Linked DNA regions of Mus musculus: regions 1, 3, 4 and 5 are each linked to region 2. Evidence: chromatin contacts called from public Hi-C and HiChIP or PLAC-seq data. All regions are on one chromosome and are shown on one strand. Each heading gives the region's core, a stretch centred on a gene start, on an enhancer-like site or on the middle of the called end of the contact. The rest is flanking DNA. Distances are from core to core; before and after follow the strand shown.

Evidence for each region. Hi-C and Micro-C count contacts between places; a contact is called where the count stands out from the background. HiChIP or PLAC-seq counts read pairs in DNA pulled down with a chosen protein or histone mark.
Region 1: an H3K27ac HiChIP or PLAC-seq map of embryonic stem cells shows a contact between it and region 2, with 2.5 times the contacts expected there. The contact joins the enhancer-like site here to the promoter of Ptk2 in region 2. A contact is called at or near these places in 7 of 39 promoter capture datasets (the 3T3-L1 cell line, the C10 cell line, cranial neural crest and 2 more), 4 of 115 datasets of contacts at active chromatin or transcription factors (astrocytes, embryonic stem cells and memory CD8 T cells) and 2 of 9 other capture datasets (adipose tissue and liver).
Region 3: a contact with region 2 is called in a Hi-C map of Th1 cells, with 2.2 times the contacts expected there. The contact joins the enhancer-like site here to the promoter of Ptk2 in region 2. A contact is called at or near these places in 3 of 39 promoter capture datasets (the C10 cell line, cranial neural crest and liver), 2 of 484 Hi-C or Micro-C datasets (Th1 cells and cortical neurons), 2 of 115 datasets of contacts at active chromatin or transcription factors (embryonic stem cells and pancreatic cancer cells) and 1 of 9 other capture datasets (pancreatic islet).
Region 4: a contact with region 2 is called in a Hi-C map of muscle stem cells, with 4 times the contacts expected there. The contact joins the promoter of Ago2 here to the promoter of Ptk2 in region 2. A contact is called at or near these places in 1 of 39 promoter capture datasets (embryonic stem cells), 7 of 484 Hi-C or Micro-C datasets (CD4 T cells, the G1E-ER4 cell line, embryonic stem cells and 1 more) and 4 of 115 datasets of contacts at active chromatin or transcription factors (embryonic stem cells, memory CD8 T cells and pancreatic cancer cells).
Region 5: an H3K4me3 HiChIP or PLAC-seq map of embryonic stem cells shows a contact between it and region 2, with 5 times the contacts expected there. The contact joins the enhancer-like site here to the promoter of Ptk2 in region 2. A contact is called at or near these places in 1 of 39 promoter capture datasets (the C10 cell line), 1 of 484 Hi-C or Micro-C datasets (muscle stem cells), 2 of 115 datasets of contacts at active chromatin or transcription factors (embryonic stem cells and memory CD8 T cells) and 3 of 9 other capture datasets (adipose tissue, liver and pancreatic islet).

What each region holds. Positions count from the first base shown.
Region 1 is chr15:73,224,316-73,227,908 of GRCm38.p6, reverse strand. The region is part of intron 28 of Ptk2 (PTK2 protein tyrosine kinase 2); the gene reads left to right. Among named protein-coding and RNA genes, the nearest start is that of Mir151, 29 kb to the left of the region's middle. Within about 2 kb of position 1,263, at least 33 of the 459 cell types and tissues checked have an H3K27ac peak or open chromatin away from gene starts, as enhancers often do.
Region 2 is chr15:73,421,739-73,425,176 of GRCm38.p6, reverse strand. Ptk2 (PTK2 protein tyrosine kinase 2) reads left to right here and starts at 1,986. Exons shown (of 35, transcript NM_001358046.1): 1 at 1,986-2,168.
Region 3 is chr15:73,266,845-73,270,346 of GRCm38.p6, reverse strand. It overlaps Ptk2 (PTK2 protein tyrosine kinase 2), which reads left to right. Exons shown (of 35, transcript NM_001358046.1): 19 at 1,454-1,538. Among named protein-coding and RNA genes, the nearest start is that of Mir151, 14 kb to the right of the region's middle. Within about 2 kb of position 1,861, at least 61 of the 459 cell types and tissues checked have an H3K27ac peak or open chromatin away from gene starts, as enhancers often do. A contact at or near this core is called in Th1 cells and pancreatic cancer cells, where this site is marked.
Region 4 is chr15:73,183,577-73,186,858 of GRCm38.p6, reverse strand. Ago2 (argonaute RISC catalytic subunit 2) reads left to right here and starts at 1,912. Exons shown (of 19, transcript NM_153178.4): 1 at 1,912-2,098. The coding sequence starts at 2,077.
Region 5 is chr15:73,651,690-73,655,081 of GRCm38.p6, reverse strand. No RefSeq gene overlaps it. Among named protein-coding and RNA genes, the nearest start is that of Slc45a4, 29 kb to the right of the region's middle. Within about 2 kb of position 2,076, at least 10 of the 459 cell types and tissues checked have an H3K27ac peak or open chromatin away from gene starts, as enhancers often do. A contact at or near this core is called in embryonic stem cells, where this site is marked.

The sequences.
Region 1 (3,593 bases), core at 14-2,513, 200 kb after region 2:
CCCCTTCAGGATAGTGCACCATCTCTTAACACATGGTCTTATCAAAGTTAACATCAAGTAATAGGATAGTAAACAATGACAATATTGACATTTTCTATATAATGTTCCTGTATAAAGTTATTCAATTTTCATAGCCAGCCACCCTGTACAGTTAGGACATATTCTGAATCCTTTTGTCTAATTCTTTTTTTTTTTTTTTTGGTTTTTCGAGACAGGGTTTCTCTGTGTAGCCTTGGCTGTCCTGGCACTCACTTTGTAGACCAGGCTGGCCTCGAACTCAGAAATCCGCCTGCCTCTGCCTCCCGAGTGCTGGGATTAAAGGCGTGCGCTACCACCACCCGGCTCCTTTTGTCTAATTCTTAGGGGCCATGTGTGCCTCAGAATTCATTGTGATTCCTTTTAACTAGAAAACTAGTGTATGACACACTTATTATTCTATAATTCTCCATTAAACTCCCAGAGTCAACCAATAATATTTCTACACAAAATATAAATACATTTACAGAGAAATAAAGATAAAATAATAATAATAGTAAGATAAGATAATAACAAAGTTAAAATGTCTTCTATTCAGTCAGATTTTACTGCTATATCACATGCATTTAAACTTAAAAAATGCAAGCTTAGATTTTGGGAGTAAGACTTGTGTCTCCTCACAGAGGTGAGGTGCAGATGCAGATCAGTAGGCGTGTCAGCACTGGGGTTCTTTGTGGAGCTGGGGTTTACTGTGCTGAGCTGTCAGGCCCCTCATCACATGGATTTGCACTTTATATCCCTTTAGAGAAAAAGTTTCCTGTAAGTCATGCCACAAAATAATAATTTAACAGTATTAGTTGTGATTTAATTTTCTTAATGTGGGTGCTCAATTTGGAAATGAATTTAAGAATACACCAATTGTTGCTTGTCTTATGTCTTAAGCTTTTTTTTTTTTATCCAGAAAGCCTCCCTACCATATACTCACATTTGTTTGCATTTTAAAAAATGAAATTATTTGACTTGCTAATGGGTCTCAGTGCAGGTGTGCTACTATGGCTCCAGTAAGTAGAGGTTTGTGTTGACACCAGGCTAACCTGTCAACAGGGTCAAAAGAAAACGAGTTTCTGTGCTTCCTGTGGTGCTGGGCAGACACGAGAGTCTGGACAGTGTGTGAACTCAGTCTTAAAAGAAAAGCTGGAATTTGCACAGCAAACAGGCACAGGAAATACATTCCAGGCAGTGGGAAGAGCGTGGGTATTGATGTGGGGTCATGGGACTAGTTTAGCCAGATGTGACCCAAGCTGGTCTCTGTGGGAGTTGGGGAATTCTCATCAGAAGGCTCAGAGGTGCCTGTATTCTACAGGCTTACTCTTTCTTTGAGATTATTTTCATACACTGCACCTCATCCTGAAATACATGGTAACTTTTGGTAAAGTCTAACTCATGCTCTGTGCAGGATGTCTCCAGCCTCCAGGTAGCTCCAAGTGTGTGTGCATAGCCCATGTGCAGAACTAAGTAACGCATGCCCAGACCCCTGACTATAATGTCTGCCTTAAAGCGTCTCCCTCTGTATGTAGCAGCAAGGCCTGCTGAAGTGGGATAGCTTCACAATTCAATTCTAACTTATCCTGTATAGTTCTGTGATCTCTGAGGAGGTACCTGCTTTAACTGCCTGAATAAAGTGCCGGCTGTCTATATAGAGCCTCAACTGTCTTAGTTCCTCCTTGGCACTGAGCTGCCACACTGTGCATTTTTGTGTGGTACACTCTATTGTTAGTTAGGCCTTTAGCTGCTGCTGTTACAAGGTCTCACTAAATTGTCCAAGCTAGCCTTCTATTTACTCAGTGTGTAACTTAGGATCCTAAGGTTGTAACCCTTCTCCCTCAGATTAACTGAGATCACAGGCCTTTGCCTGTCACCCTGTTTGTTTGTGTTTGTTTGTTTGTTTGTTTGTTTGTTTGTTTGTTTTAAAATTGGATTGGGGCTGCATCTCAGTGGTAAGTGCTTGACTGGCATGTGTAAAATGCTGGGTCTAGCCCCCAGTATAGGGAAGGGAAAAAAAGTCACACACCTATAATCCTAGTACTTAGCAGGGTGAGGCCATGTTGCTATTCCTGGCCAACTGGAGCTATAATGTGAGACCCAATCCCAAAGCTTGTGTTTTCTTTTCTTTATTCGTTTTCAGTTCTTGTTACCCTATATGTTTTTCTCCTAAAGAATTGCCTGCTTGTGCCTTTTGTTCTTTGCCTGCTTTTATTTAAAAGTATGTTCTCCGTGAAACATGATTGTATATATTAAACATTCTACTCATATGTAGAAGCTTTGGAAAGGCTTACCAAGTCCAGTGGAAGCATCTTAGAGGCTTGATTGCCTTCTGCAACATCCCTACATGCTTACAGCTCCTGGGTTGGGCTTTTGTACTAATTCATTCAGAATTTTGATTTACACTCACTGAGTAGTGATATCCTAGTGCTGGTGTTTTCAAAACATTCTCCTCCCCTTGCCCCCATTTTCCCCCTCCCCACTCCTCTTAGCTGTTCTCTCAGCACATCAAAGTTGCCAGATTCTGAGCTAACTCCGTTACCTTTCTCTGTGGTTTTCATGTCATTTCCCTTATACACTCAGCCGTGGAAAGCCGAGGCGGTGCTGCTTTTTTACTTTCTCCCACATTCACTGAGACCAGATCCTCTTGGTTCTGAGTGCTGCCATCCTCACACCTTCACTGATTATGTCAGGCTCTTCACAGGCCCATCCACTCTCAGCATATACTGATGAGTAACTGCATATCAGTAAGCCAGGTGCAGTGAGGAGAAAGAGACAAACTAATGAAGCAGTAGACAGAGAAGGAGAGGAGAAGTTAAGTGCTTTGAAAAGAATCCGAAGAGGAGATTCAAAGAACAGGTGCAGAGCCCCAGGGTGAACATACAGGGTGGGGCACAGAGTGGACACTGTCCCATCCTAATCTGGTTTAAAAAAAACAAAACAAAACACCAAAGTATCTCCTGCCACTCGCTGTCTTCAGAGTGCTGTCTGCAATTGCATTCATTTCCATGTGTAGCCTGGAAGGAGATGGGTAGCACAGAAGAGCACCAAGTGGAAGCAGACAAGCCTGAGGGCTTCCCTCTTAAGCTACAAGTGGGTGGTGGAGAGAGGCTGTTAGATGAGTGACAAGCAAGCTCTACTGGCCTGTTTAAATCACAATGTAATGTTCTCTGAAATGCTGTCACTCTTTCTATGTGTTGTCCCTGCTAAACTGAGGTATCCTGGAATCAGTCTGTGCCCATTTCATTCCAACCAGGCCCTATGTTTAGCATAGAAAGTGCTGGGCACTGGAGTCAGTAAACAGAGCTTCTTTCATGCATTTTCTTGTCAGATTGCTCTTGACAGATTGTCATGTGTCTGGGCACAGATACCCTTTGGGAGGCCATTGGGTGTATGCACCTGCCCATAAGCAGAAATGCATGTGAGAGTGGAAGAGTGTGGTGATGTTTGAGTAGGAGAGAACTGTGTGTCTACAGAAGGCCCTTCCCATCTGCTTTCATCTGCACATGCCTGTGGGCTCCTGCACCATAGCCATGTTATCTTCTTGGAGCACATTTCATCTGTCCAATCCCTGA
Region 2 (3,438 bases), core at 737-3,236:
CAAAGCAAAGTATGAGACTTGTGCAGATTCAAGGGGTGAAAACTCAGATTCTGCCTCCTGTTGGGAGGCCTGTCAAAGACTCGGTGACCCTTTTCAGTCCACTGCAGAGTGCTACCTCTCCTCACAAAGCCATTTTTGATGCAAACCCCCTTTTGTGTCACCACTCCAAGCCCCTCCCCCCTATCCTTCTGATACTTTAAATAATAATCTCTCATTTTACACCATGCAAAGCTTCATTCACCCACTCAACAAATATTTACTGTGTGCCAGGGACTGCCTGGGGAACAAAACAAAGTCCCTGTTCTATGAATCTAGAAGTCCAGAGCAGAGACAATCGAGAGACGGACAAGAGCAGTGTTGAACTGTTCTGAACAATAGGTTTGGAGACAACAGGGTAAGCAGGCAAGGAGCCTAGATGGGAGCACACTCAGCAGGGCAATGGGTGGCTCGGGTTTCAAAGTAGTCAGCTGACATTACCGAAGTGACAACTAACATGGGGCCGAAGAAAAAGTGCTAGAGGTGACACAGAGACATAATCCCTTCTAATTTTAAGTGCAGAAAAACACTATAGGTTGGCTATTGTGACATAATCTGTAATCCCAGCACCAGAAGATGGAAGTAGAAAGAGCTGGAGTTCAAGGCTATCCTCAGCTACACAGAAAGTTTTAGTACAGCCTGGGCTACATGAAACTATATCTCAAACAAACAAACAAACAAACAAGAACGAAACAAAATAAAACTAGAGCTAGAGGGATCCCTCAGTGGTTAAGAGCACTTGTCTTTGGAAAGGTCCTAGATTCTATTCCCACACCAACATGGTGGCTGGCTCACGACTATCTCTAATTTCAGAAGAGATCCAATACCCTCTTCTGACCTCCACGTGCACCAGGCATGTGTGTGATACCCATATATACATTCAAGGAAAACACACAAGTACAATAAAATAAATAAATCTGGGAGAGAAAAAAAAACCCCCAAACATAACCACCACTACTAGTTCAAATCCAAGTTTAATACACTTCATTAAAAAAAACAATAAAAAAGAAACACTAAAATATGGCAAAATCTCGACAACTCAAAGCGTTTTATTATACCTGAGTAAATTACAGCTCCCAGGTATGTAGTGGTTGGTGGTTCTGTGTTCACCTTTCACTGCCTGTCCTGCTTGCTCGTTGGCTTGTGGTCGAAGATCAAAATGACACCATTAAAAATGAAAGTTCCCCGCTTCTGGTTTCATTTCCTACCGCAAGGATGCCAGTGATTTTTTTCCTTTTTTTTTTTCAGAGATCACAAATCAGTCACCACTTCCTGCTTAAGACTCTCCGTAGGGTTGCTGCACAAAAACAAACTCAGGGAAACTAGGCACGGCTCGGAAGGACAGGGCCACCTGCTTGATTCAGGCAAAGGTGTCCCCCCAGTCTCACGTTTCGTGGTAAGTTCCGCGCTGGAACTGGCTCTTAAGCCAGCAGCCATCCACAGTGGCTCTCCCGTTCTGGCCCTCCTGTCCACCCAGTGTCCCCGAAAGGCTTCCCCAGTCTTAAGATCTACAGGGGCTGCGGGAAGGGGCTGGAATGTGAGTGGCCCCAGGCACTCCTAAACGATCTTTCGGACCGTCTTCAGAGATCCATTAAAATACTCTCTGTGCCTCAGTTTCCCCATCTACAGAAAGCCCATGAACCTCTATTGAAGCGGTGAAGCCTGGAGAAGATCAGGGCCGGCGTGTGTGCGGCTAAGGATCTCCTGTGACCGTGAGGGACCCAGGCCTAGTCCGCAGACCCTGGGGCGGCCACAGGGGCCACCTCGTCATCCCGGAACAGCGCTATCCGCGGACGACGCCACGCCCGCACAGCTGGGATACACTTTACTAGGAGCCGGGCGCGCCGGACTGCTCTGCGCAGGCGCGGTCCGCACTGCGCAGGCGTAGAGCTCTGCGCTGAGGTGAGGCATTGCGCGCCGCGAGGTGTGGGCGCGCGCTCCCCAGCCACGGCGCACGCGCGGGCCCGCGCCGACTCAGCACGGCCCGAGGGCGCGAGCCCGCCGTCACCGCTACCGCCGCCGGCCGGACCGCCGTGCGCCCGGCGTGCGCGTGGGAGAGAGCACGGCTGCCGGTGCCGGCGCCGCCCCGCTGCCTTCTATCTGCCTCAGCCTCGCGCGCCCAGTGGTGGCCGGTGAGTGCGGGGCTCGGGCCGCGGCCGCGGAGGCGCGGGCTCAGGGCGTTGGGCGGCGCGGGCCGCGGTGCGGGCTTCGGCGGACACGGCCCCCACCGCGCCCCGGCCTCGCTCCTCGTCAGGCCGGGCCCCGAGGGCTGAGGAGGCCGCGGGGCTGGGGCGCGAGAGGCCGCGGGGTCCGGGACGGCGGGGCGGGCGCGGCGGGGACCGGGAGGCCCGAAAGCCGAAAAACAAAAGAGGTGGCAGGCGGAGTGCTGAGCAGCCGCGGGGTGGCCGGCGCGGGGCTTCCAGTGCGACCGCACGAACCCCGGAGTCATTGTGCTGTCCAAGTTCCCTCCGCCCCGACCCAGCCCCGCCACGGCGCGCTGCCTGTCCCCGCCGGTCCTCGCCGGCTGCTTTTGTGGCACCGCTCGGAGGAGCGATCGTGTCTGTGTGCGCACTTGTGTCGTTTAATTGTAAGGTTTATTTTATTTTATTTTAATTTTTTTTTTGCGGAGAAATGCGCCGAGGAGAAAGTTGCTTTTTGAAAGCCATTTCAACAGTGTCTCATTCTTGCATAGTTAGACTGCAGCTGGGTGTTTGGCAGTGGGACCAAGATAATAGCAATACTGTAATGATTATGGGAACTGGTTGAAATAGGTTGGAGCTGAAGGCACTGCAAGAGTTTGCGGGTTCGTTTTAAATCTGACCAGCGCTGGCATTTCTACTTAGAATGGAAGCTTTATCATGGTTGTGGTAATGGGTTATTACTACTTGAAGTGAAATAGCAGCGCCTCACTGTGTGTGTGTGTATTTATAAACTGAGGAATGAAAAGTCTCCTTTCAAAGACAGGTCTCTGAACAGTGACCTGGGACAGAAGTATTGTGAATGCAGACATAAAAAGAGCTAGTTCATCTAACATTAGCATTCTCCGAATTTTTGTGGAGATACACTATAGATAATATTTCCACTCAGTGATACTGTTGAGTTTCGTGTAGTATTTAAACGTGAACTTTTTTTTTTTTTTCCTGGGTATGAAACACCAGGGCTTCCCACGCGGTTCGTGCTGGTCCACAAAGCCACGCCCCCAGTCCTAACAGGAAACTTTAAGGAACGTGGACATGGTTCCCAGTATTATTATGAATTTAGTTTTATATTTGTGGCTGTTGTAAGTGGGCCGATCCCTGGCCTCCTTTTAAGACACTTGAGCTTATTAAAAGGCTACAAGAGTACATTTTCCTGGAAAGGATCTTGTTAGGGACATTGCCATATAAGCTAACTTATACGTGA
Region 3 (3,502 bases), core at 612-3,111, 150 kb after region 2:
CTTGATTCACTCAGAACCACAGAGCATTTCTTTTTTCATGTTCCTTTTATCTTTTAAGCTTCATCCTTTGAACTTATTGAAGACAAACTCTGGCTTTTAGAACTACACATCTTCTTGGGTTTTCTCCTGTTCTGTGGCTCATACTTTTCTAGTCTCCTTCACCATTTTCTCTTTTTTTCTCTGACTTTTTATTTCTGTGGAGCTGCAAAGCATAGTCCTGAACCTACTGACTCTTCTGATGATCCACAGTCCCAAGGATCAGACTGTCTTAATGCCTCTGGTGCCCCCAGCTATCTCAACAGTGTCCTTGCTTATCATATTTAGAGACCTTCAACTTCTCATTTCTCCTTCCACATTATTAGTTCCTCTGGTCAAAACCTGAATTCACTCTCTCCTAGCAAACCAAGAGACACCTTTGCTGAACCTTGAGGAAAAAAAATCCACATGCCCAGCCCTTCTCCCACCTCCACTGCTGCTCACTACCCAGGCAACCATAGCTTGTTGTCCAGGTTCTAGCGGTAACCACCTATACCACTCTCCATGCTTGACTTGACTTTATATATCATCTCTCAGCAGCAGATGGAGCTAGAGTGTCCTTTCCACACCCAAATGGTCAGAGCTATAGGTTCAGTTAGGCATGGTGGCTCATGTTTACATTCTCAGTATGGAAAGGCTGCTTCAGGAAGATTGCTGCTAATTTGAGACTATCCTAGACAATGGGTTCAACTGCCCTGACCACACCCAAGCTCTCATCCTCCTGAAATGAAAACCAAGTCTTTATATTAACTTAGAAATGCATACATCTCCTCCCCTCTTTTTCTGGCTCCTAGGTTCCCGTCTCAGTATTTCTACCTTTACACACTCTGCTCTTACAGTCTTGCTACATCACCCCCATCCCCAAATCCTTTGAGCTTCCATGTTCACCATTTCTTCAACAGCATGTAACTTCCCCACTTTACTATGACTGGCTCCCTCTTCTTGGAAGCTTTGTCTTCCTCTCATCTGCTCAGTGAAGTGTTCCTCGTGTAGCTGACACCCCTTGGTCTCCCATGTTCTGCCTGATCTACTCCTGTCTTCTAAAATGCTGTTCTAATATATTGTGAAATAACTGACTTTATCATTGGTGTTTTGCACTGGAATGCCAGCCAACCTTTAAAAGCAGTTTGTTCACTTGTGTGCCCCAAGAACCCAGGATAGCACCTACCATATTGCATATACTCAGCATCTGGTACATGCATAAGTGACTTGCCTGTGGCATTTCACATGTGTATCCATTTTACTCTGGAATTTCATACAGAATATTCTTAACTCTGATTTTATAGTTCCAGTTCTGTCTGACCACAAGTCCACAGTTACAAAACTCTGTGTGTGTGTGTGTGTGTGTGTGTGTGTGTTGACTAATATGGAGAACCTTTTTGCATGTATGAGTGATTCTGTAATTTCCCTGACACAGGAGAATCCAGCTTTGGCTGTTGCAATCAAAACATGTAAAAACTGTACTTCGGACAGCGTGAGAGAGAAGTTCCTTCAAGAAGCCTGTAAGTTTGTTGAAACTTCTGTGGAATTCAATTTCACTTTTTACCTAAATCTAGCTGTCTTTGCAGGAAAGATGCTTTTACTTTTATAAGTATTATTCACCTTGCAAACTAATGTCTAAATTTAACAGATTTTCATAGACAGACATGTTTATATGTAGAGGAAGATGGCACATTCCCTTTGTTATTTGGTTCCTGTAGCATTCCGTATCTTTGGCTGGAGTTGGTGCATTCACATAAATGGCTCTAGCCCAGATCCTGCCAGGTTCCATGAGTACAGAGGTAACTATGGCAACAGTTACAACCTGATGGAGTCCATAAGCTACAGATGAGTCAGGATAATGACTAGCTTCCTGCCCTATGTAATCAGACAGAAACCCCAGGAGAGGCTTCCTGTGACAGCTTCCTGGGTGACTTTAGCTTGAAAGGATTTCCACCACCCCACTCACAGCCTTCTGGCCTAGGTGTGTACATCCGGTAGTGAGGCTGTCTCAGATGAGCTGTGCGTTATGAGCCTTCTCTCCTCAAAGGTTAGTGGTAAAGAATAGGATCTTGTCTAGCTTGTATACATCAAACACCCTGATGTCCCCTCTCCTCTCATAGGATTTCTCTATTCTTAGCCTTCAAGTCCCTGCCTCCTGCCAGCCACCGTCATTCTCACAGAACCATATTCTGCTCCTCTTGAGAGTTCCTGTTTAAATACATAAAATGATCACATGTGCTTATTATCTGTCTCTCCTGTAGACTTTACGTTCTGTGGGGACAAGGGCTGCACAGAGACCAGTGCAGGGCTTGGCCTGGGGAAGGCAGTCGGCACGTCTGCCTTAATACACAGAGACCAGTGCAGGGCTTGGCCTGGGGAAGGCAGTCGGCACGTCTGCCTTAATACACAGAGACCAGTGCAGGGCTTGGCCTGGGGAAGGCAATCGGCACAGAGACCAGTGCAGGGCTTGGCCTGGGGAAGGCAGTCGGCACGTCTGCCTTAATACAGAACCCCACTGATGCTCACACACAAACGTTGGACGGGTCTCTTAAGACACTACTGCCGAATTTGGTTATATATTTCTGTAGAAATAGCCAGGTTAGATTAAGACTGTTTTCATCTTTGGAAGGTTTGATAATTGCTTCTTCAGGAAATGCAACAGATGTAGTGTAGCTGACACACAAATCGCACCCCCCACCTCCAGGCAATAACAAGCTGTAAGATAGGGGAGATGGCCTAAGCCCAGAAAACATAAATTGTGGCCAGATAGGAAAGATTTCAGCTTCGATGACAATGTAGCTTACATCCCAGCTCTCCAGCCCCATCACTGCTACAGAAACACAGATGGTACATAAAGGAATGCACAGGCAGGCAAGGTTGCAGTGAGCTTACTTTATAAGCGAGAGATAGCACTTCATCCACTATCTGGATAGGTAAGTGACAGGCTAAACTTCACCTGGGGTTTCTAGTGTAGTGTGACAGTTTCTCAGTGACTGCAAGACCCTCCTCAGCTCCTTATTCTGTGCTCTGTATTATCAACACTAATTATTTCAAAGGAAATAAAAAGTCCTGATAATGATCTTGATGTCATAGAAAACCAGGGGTGATAGCCGATGCCCTGGGTACCTAGAAAATTTTCACAAAATAACAGTGATTAAGCAGTGATGTGAATTTAACAATATCGAATTTGGTGATATACTTTGAATTTTTATTCTCTATGTATTTTATATGTTAGATACAAACAAGGAAGGGCTGGATAGGTGGCTCAGTAGTTAAGCACATGTACTACTGCTTGCAAAGGACCTGGGTTCAGTGTCCCGAACCCACATTAGGTGGTTCACAACTGCCTGTAAGTCTAGCTCCTGAGAATCTGACTTCCTCTTCTGTCCTTTCTCAACACCTGCACTCACATATGCATGCTCACTCACAGACAGATACTTTTGCTGTTACTTCTTTGCTTGACATCCTTTTGTTTTTGTCTTTG
Region 4 (3,282 bases), core at 663-3,162, 240 kb after region 2:
CATGGCTCCTGGAACGGTATGCTGCAATCGCAGGTATCCAAGGGGCTGCTCCACACGGCCCTTCCTGCTAGACGGACACCGTAGCTACTACTTAGCTGTTTTTAGGCATCTCTGAGCTACTTTAATTTTGCTTGTTTGGGATCTTCTCCCTCCCTCCCTCCCTTAGAGGCAGGGACTCCTATACTGCCTCAGCCTTCTGGAAGCAGAGCTGGATGCATGGGAACCCTCACAATAATGGGAGTCACACCGCCAGGCTGATGTTGGCCTGTTGGCTCAGGGCCAAGCACACCGCTGCACTTAGCAACACTGACTGGATCCCATCTGCAGACACACTCTACTGTCTTTCTCACTCCACTCTAGAGGGAGCGCGCACGGTGTCCATCTTCGCTGTGATCCCTGTGATGAGCAGCAAGGCCCACAGTACCCAGGCTTCCCTGTGCTCAGAAACACGTGTGTAATCATGCGCAGAGATATATATATATTTTTGGTGGCGTTGAACCCAGGGCTTCTTGATGCCTGGCAATTTACCTACTTCATGTTCCCCAAAACGACTTCATGACTTTGGGGGTAGGATGTCAGTGCTGGGAGCAGACCCAACGTCAGTGCTCCACTGCTGAGTGAAGTCTAACACCGCCTCCCGCCGAACACCACCTCCCCCCCCCCCCCACCTCACCGCATCCCCATTAGTTCTGTGTTACCCTGACTGGTTCTGAGCCAAGATGACTCCTGAGTTCAGCAAATCCTGTCTCCATCCCTAAAGTACCAAAGTATTGGTACCGCAAGGGCTAGGTATGATTGATTACCCATTTGTGTCAATCACTTGGGAGAGGGGTGGGGGCAAGTCTTTCTTCTATGTATCCTAGACTAGATTTACGGTTGCCATCCGCCTCCCTCGACTTCTGGCTAGCTGGAATGGCAGCCCTGCAATGCTGTGTCTAGTTTCCTCCTCCTCCTCCTTTATTGGAAGGAGAGCTGCTTTTCTTGTTCCTGGGACTATCTTTGAGCACTACACAGAATATGGAGCCTACCCCGATCCTGGGGTCCCTGCAGTAGGACCCTGTTTGTCTTTGGCCTGGGTTCTCAGTATGGGCTTTGAAGACATTGCAAAGCCTGCAGGGCGAGGCAGGAGCTGACACACCCGCCTCTTCTATAGAAAGGTTCCAGAGGCAGCTGGACAGGACTAGGAGCACACGCCAGCAACAAGTGAAGAAGGGACATACGTGCACAGAGCATGCTGGTCTAGCAGGCCTCAGAGCAGAACTTGGGGGCTCGGAGGCCAGAAAGCGGGAAGCCCCGACCAGATCTGCTCCCTGACAGCTGATAAAATTTAATCCTGAACTTGCTGGGCTTCCTTGGTGCTTTGCTAGGATTATCTAGGTTGTGGAGTCGCGCCGGGAGGTGGCGGTGTGGTCACGCGCACGGGTCTGGCCGCGTCCAAGTTCAAGCTCTGGGTGGGGAGCTAGCTTCCCGTCGCCGTTTCGTTAATAACTTAAAGAGCCAGGCCGAGGTGCAGGGGCGGGTGCGTGGCGGGACGCGGCCGAGGCTCTGCCACTCGGCGCGGGAGGACTCCGACTCTGGTCGCAGTGCCGGGCTGGCCGCGCCCGGAAACCAGACGTCGCCTCGCTCGGCCGCAGGGAAGGTCTCGGCTCGCGTGCCCTGGGTCGCTTCTGGGGTCCCTCATTCAGGGCAAGCACGCGGGGGGCCGCCACAGCGAGTCCCCCCCCCCCCATCCCGCCGGCGCGCGCCGCCTCCAGCCTCCTCCCCTGCCCCCCTCTCTCCCTGCCACCTTCCCTCCTCCCCGCCTCCTCCCTCCCCGCTGTCCCCTCCTTCCCTCCCTCCCCGCCGTCCCCTCCCTCGTCGTCCCTCTCGCCCCTCCTCCTCCCCTCCCTCCTCCCGCTCCCCTCCCCCTCCGCTCCCGCCGCCTCCGCCCGCCGCCCCGGCCGCGTCGGGTAAACCTGTTCTGCGAGGCGGCCGCGCCGGGGCGGATCGAGCGGCCGGCGGCTCCTCGCGGCTCGCGGCGTCGGGGCCCGTGGAGCGCGCGGCCGGCCCTCGGCCGCGGCCCTCGGCAACGCCACCATGTACTCGGGAGCCGGCCCCGGTGAGTCCGCGCGGCGCCCGGCACTCGTGCCGCGGCGGTTGGCGGTTGGCGGGCGGGGCAGGCGAGGGCGGCGGGGCCTGTGGGGCCGCGGCGTAGCCTCGGGGCGGCCGGGCAGGGCCTCGGGGCCGGGAGGCCCAGTGCACCCGAGCAGCGCCACCGGGACGTGTGCGGGGGCCCAGGCTCGGCCTGCAACGGGTCTCCGTCCTCCCGCAGCGCTCCTCCCGCCGTTCCCGAGCGCATAGCTGTGGGGCCCAGCACGGCGGGCCTGGGGCGGGGAGCTGGACGGGTCGGGAACCGAACCACGGGGCCCCGGGACCGCGATCGGTCGCTTGGACGCAGTTTCACGCCGGGCAGCCGCCCTCCCCATTCAAGTGCTAATCGCCCTGCGATTTCCTAGCGGAGCGGGTGGCCGCCGTGGCACCCCTTTCCCACCAGCGTGCCCGTTTCTCTGGAAAAGTTCCAGAAAACTTAAAAACACGGACGCATTTCCCCACCCCGCTCCTGGAGCCGAGCGGAGGGCGGTTTACTCGCGGGGTTGAGAAAACAAGTGTTGGGGAGGCTTTTTCGCCTTCTCCCGCCAGGCACGTGGCTCCATTTCCCGGCTGCCCCGCCGCTTGCTCGGGCTCAGCCTGCACCCCTTTGTCCGCCAGGCTGTACTTGGCGCCCGCGGGCCCTCCCTGCTGCCCACCTGACCTAGTGGTTCGGCCCTGGGGCCTCCCCAGACTTCTTCACTGTGGGGTCTGGAAGCCTCCCAGATCCTCCCGGGTTCCCTATGGTGCCTGCTCCGGAGCCTAGTGCGCCTCCGCTCCTGATGTCACAGGGCTCCTCGAATGCCCACTGACCAACTTGTAAATGCGTTAAAAGGCTTCCCAACGATTTGAAGACCCTTTTAACCTTGCGCTTGGGAGGTGCCCGGGTCCTAGGGACAGATGTTGGGGCCTGGAGGTCCCTGCGAAATGGCCAGCGGCAGCCTCCTGCCAGATTGGGAACCCCCCCCCCACCCCCACCCCCCAGCTCAGCGCTGTGGAGGAACCCAGCAAATCTTAGCTCCAAATTTGTACGTTTTCCCAATGTGTCAATTTCTAGTGACTTCCTCGGGGACGAGGCCAGGCTTTCGTCAATTTCGCGTGTTGATTGATCCCTTCAGCTTGCCACAGTGGGTCTTTCTTGAAGACGCTGGACAG
Region 5 (3,392 bases), core at 827-3,326, 230 kb before region 2:
TCTATCTATCTATCTATCTATCTATCTATCTATCTATCTATCTATCTGCGCTCTGTGTGTGTGTGTGTGTGTGTGTGTGTGTGTGTGTGTGTGTGTGTGTGTGTAAAATGTAAACACACAGAGGACAACTTTAGGGAATCAATTCTTTCCTCTCACTATCACACTCGGGTTGTCAAGCTTGGTGAGAAGTGCCTTTATCCACCGAGTCAGATCACTGGTTCTCAGCTTTCTGTCGGCTGAACGCTGAGGGAGGCAGGAATTACTGTGAGCTACAGTGACCTGTGAAGGCTGTCTGGAGGGGTGGCACACCGGGCAGTCTGGCCCAAGAAAAGCAAGGGTCAGGAGGTTTTGATCACAAAGGTGAGAGGGAGGAGAGACAGCTCCAAGTGATGCGAGGTCTTGTCCTAAGAGATGGATTCCTGGCTGAGGGCTGTGACCCCATAGGGAGGAGCACCCTGGAGACTGCAGTGCCTTGTTGATGCCAGCCAGTGGGGCGGTCCCATACATAACCTGTCTTCACCCTTCATTCTTAGAGCTGTGCCAGGTGCCTCACCCTGTCACCTGCTGTGGGCGGCTGGCTCCCTGCCTCCTCTCCAGGTCACCCTGGTCATTTGGTTCATGGCTGCAGCTTCTGAGGCCAGACTCTTCCCTTGCTCCTGCTCCTCTTGACAGGGTGACCTAGATATGTGGTGCTGTGCTACACTCCCTCCCACCCCCACCCCTTTCCCTATAGGCCTGGAAGCTGCTTGCAAAAGCTAGACAGCCTTCCTGGGTTCAGATCCTTGCTCGGCCACTTACCCACTGTCTGACCCCAGGCCTGATATTCGGTTCCTGTTTCCTCTTCTACAGAGGGGCACCAACAGCACTGGATTGCTATGTGCTTAAGGCAGCTTGTTTGTGGTTGGAGATGGTATCCTACCCTTGAACTCATGATCCTGCTCCTGCCTCTGAGTGCTGGGATGATGGACCTGTGCCGCTGGCTCACCATGCCTGGCTTGTAAGGTGGCTTTGATCACACAGGGCCTAAGCTGTTGGTTGGTTGGTTGTTTGGTTGTTTGGTTGGTTGTTTGGTTGGTTGGTTGGTTGGTTGATCGGTTGTTTTTTTTTTTGAGACAGATATTCTCTGTGTAGCCCCGGCTGTTCTAGAACTAGACATCTGCCTGCCTTTGCCTCCTGACTATCTGGCTGACACCTGAGTCCTTAATTCTCCTGCTTCCACCTCCCCTAGGATTATAATTAAACAGCACAATGAACATCTTTTTGTTGCTGTCAATTGTTTTTTTTTATCACATTTTTCACGATGTAGCCCAAGCTAGCCTCAAACTTTCATGGACCCACAGACACTCACTATCAAGTCTGCTTTATCTGAGGGACCGTCTGATGCTGATGCTGTCCTGAACTTCCCTGGGCCTCAATGGGACCGTCCTTCATCATCCTTTCCTGGTGTCCTCACTGCAGAGCTGGAGCTATGGGGACATTTTCTTCTCACTTCACAGATGGAGAAGACGGCTTAGGGAAGGACTCGTCTGGCATGCAGAGGCAGTGGAAGGAATTCAAACTTCCACGAGAAGTCATGTGATTCCCCAGGTATCCATACGACCTGGGGATCACCCTGGAAATTATGTGACTATACTCATGTCATTTGGTCCCAAATGGCCCCATGACCTTGGAAAGATTTGTGGACTCCTAAGGATTTCAGTAATCTCTGCTTTGTGGCCAATTCTGGAGCCTAAAGTCCTGACTGACCTAGCTCTGCCCAAGACTGAGGTTTTTTTTTTTTTTTTTTTTTTTTTTTTTTTTGAGGTTCCTTATTGCCAAGACCCCTGGACCTCTGACCTGCACGTTCAGGGCTTGTGGGAGGCTAGAGGTCTTTACCTTGCTGGAGGGAGATCTTGGCCTCAGAGTCTAGGCTCACTCACTCTCTTCTTAGGGAGTTGCCCCACTCCGTGGGGTTCCCACCCACTTCATTCCAGATGGGGCTTATAGCAGGGGGGAAGCAGAGAGGGGGGATGCTTCTCCAGGGTACATGCTTTGAAGGGCACTTAAACAAGGCTAGCTGGGGTGAGGGTTTTAGAGCATACTGGATGGAGCTGAACTATTTAGCCCTGGAGCAGAGAAAGGGGCGTGGCTCACAGGGGTTGTTCAAAATCTTTGGCAGTTAAATTAGCATGCTAATTGAGACAATGGGGAACTGGAAAATAGGAATTTTTTAAGGTGTTCACTTTTTTTTTTTTAAGCTTGGACTGGGCATGGTAGTACATGTCTGCTATGATCTTGGCACTCTGGAAACAGAGTCTGGAGTATCAAGAATTTGATGCCAATCCTGGTTTACCTAGTGAGTTTGAGGCCTTCTGGGCTGTGAGAATCCCTGTCTCAAAACAAATGAGAGCAAACAGTTGTATGAGCAAAGGTGCTTACCCAGGGACTGTGTAGTCAGGTCACAGCCTATGCCTTCTCTCTCTGCCCTCTTCAGAACCACCTGTCCCATGCTCAGAAGCAGGCAACAGTACTCTGAGTGAACTTACCTTCGGATGTAAAGGGATCTGGCAAGGTAGCAAGGGGCCTCAATTAATAAGTGGGTGTGCTTGTTGCTACTGTTGTTCTTATTGTTGTTGTTGTTTTGTTTAGTTGTCTGTTTCGTGACAGAGTCTCACTCTGTGGCCCAGACTGGCCTCCTACTCTCGATCCTGCAGCCTCAGCTTTAGCCTCCGGGGGCCGGGATTACAGGCGTGGATCTCCACACCCAGTTCTTTATTGAATTTTAATCATAGTACAATCTGAGCCATCCTAATTTACGCAGGGCTTCAATGTGCTTCACCTCCCTCCCCTCCCGGGAACCCACAAGTCCAAGGTTATCGCTTATCAATCTGAAGCTTTCCCCGCTGCAGAGAAGCCAGACGTTTCCCCCAGGAGAGTTCAAAGGGTATCAGGACAGTCGTCCTGAAGAGTCAGAGGAGGGTCTGTGGAAGGGCAGATGGGACAGGCCCTCAGGAGTGTGCCCTAGATGCACGTAGGCATCCGTACCTCTCAACAGCCTCCATCAGTTTTCCCTTGGGGCCATCCTGCCCTCAATCTTCAGCAGTTCCTGCAAGCAGAGAGGATACTCAGATTAGACGTACCCCCGCCCCCATTTACCTTCTCTGTCTATGAAATGGGATCATACCAGTGCCCAAAGTACAGAAGACTAAGGGCAGGGTGTGGGTAGATATGAGTGGGTTAAGTCCATCTCCTTTTCTGCTGAGTACTTCTTGGGTTTTGCCAAGCGTTGTCCTCCCCTCTGCTGTGGTCCAGCAGGTTTGCTATGCACTCCAGAGGCGGGAGTCTCCTCTCTCTTAGCACAGGCTGAGGAGCAGTTCAGGGAAGACCACCAGTTGGTAGCTGTCTTGATTAAC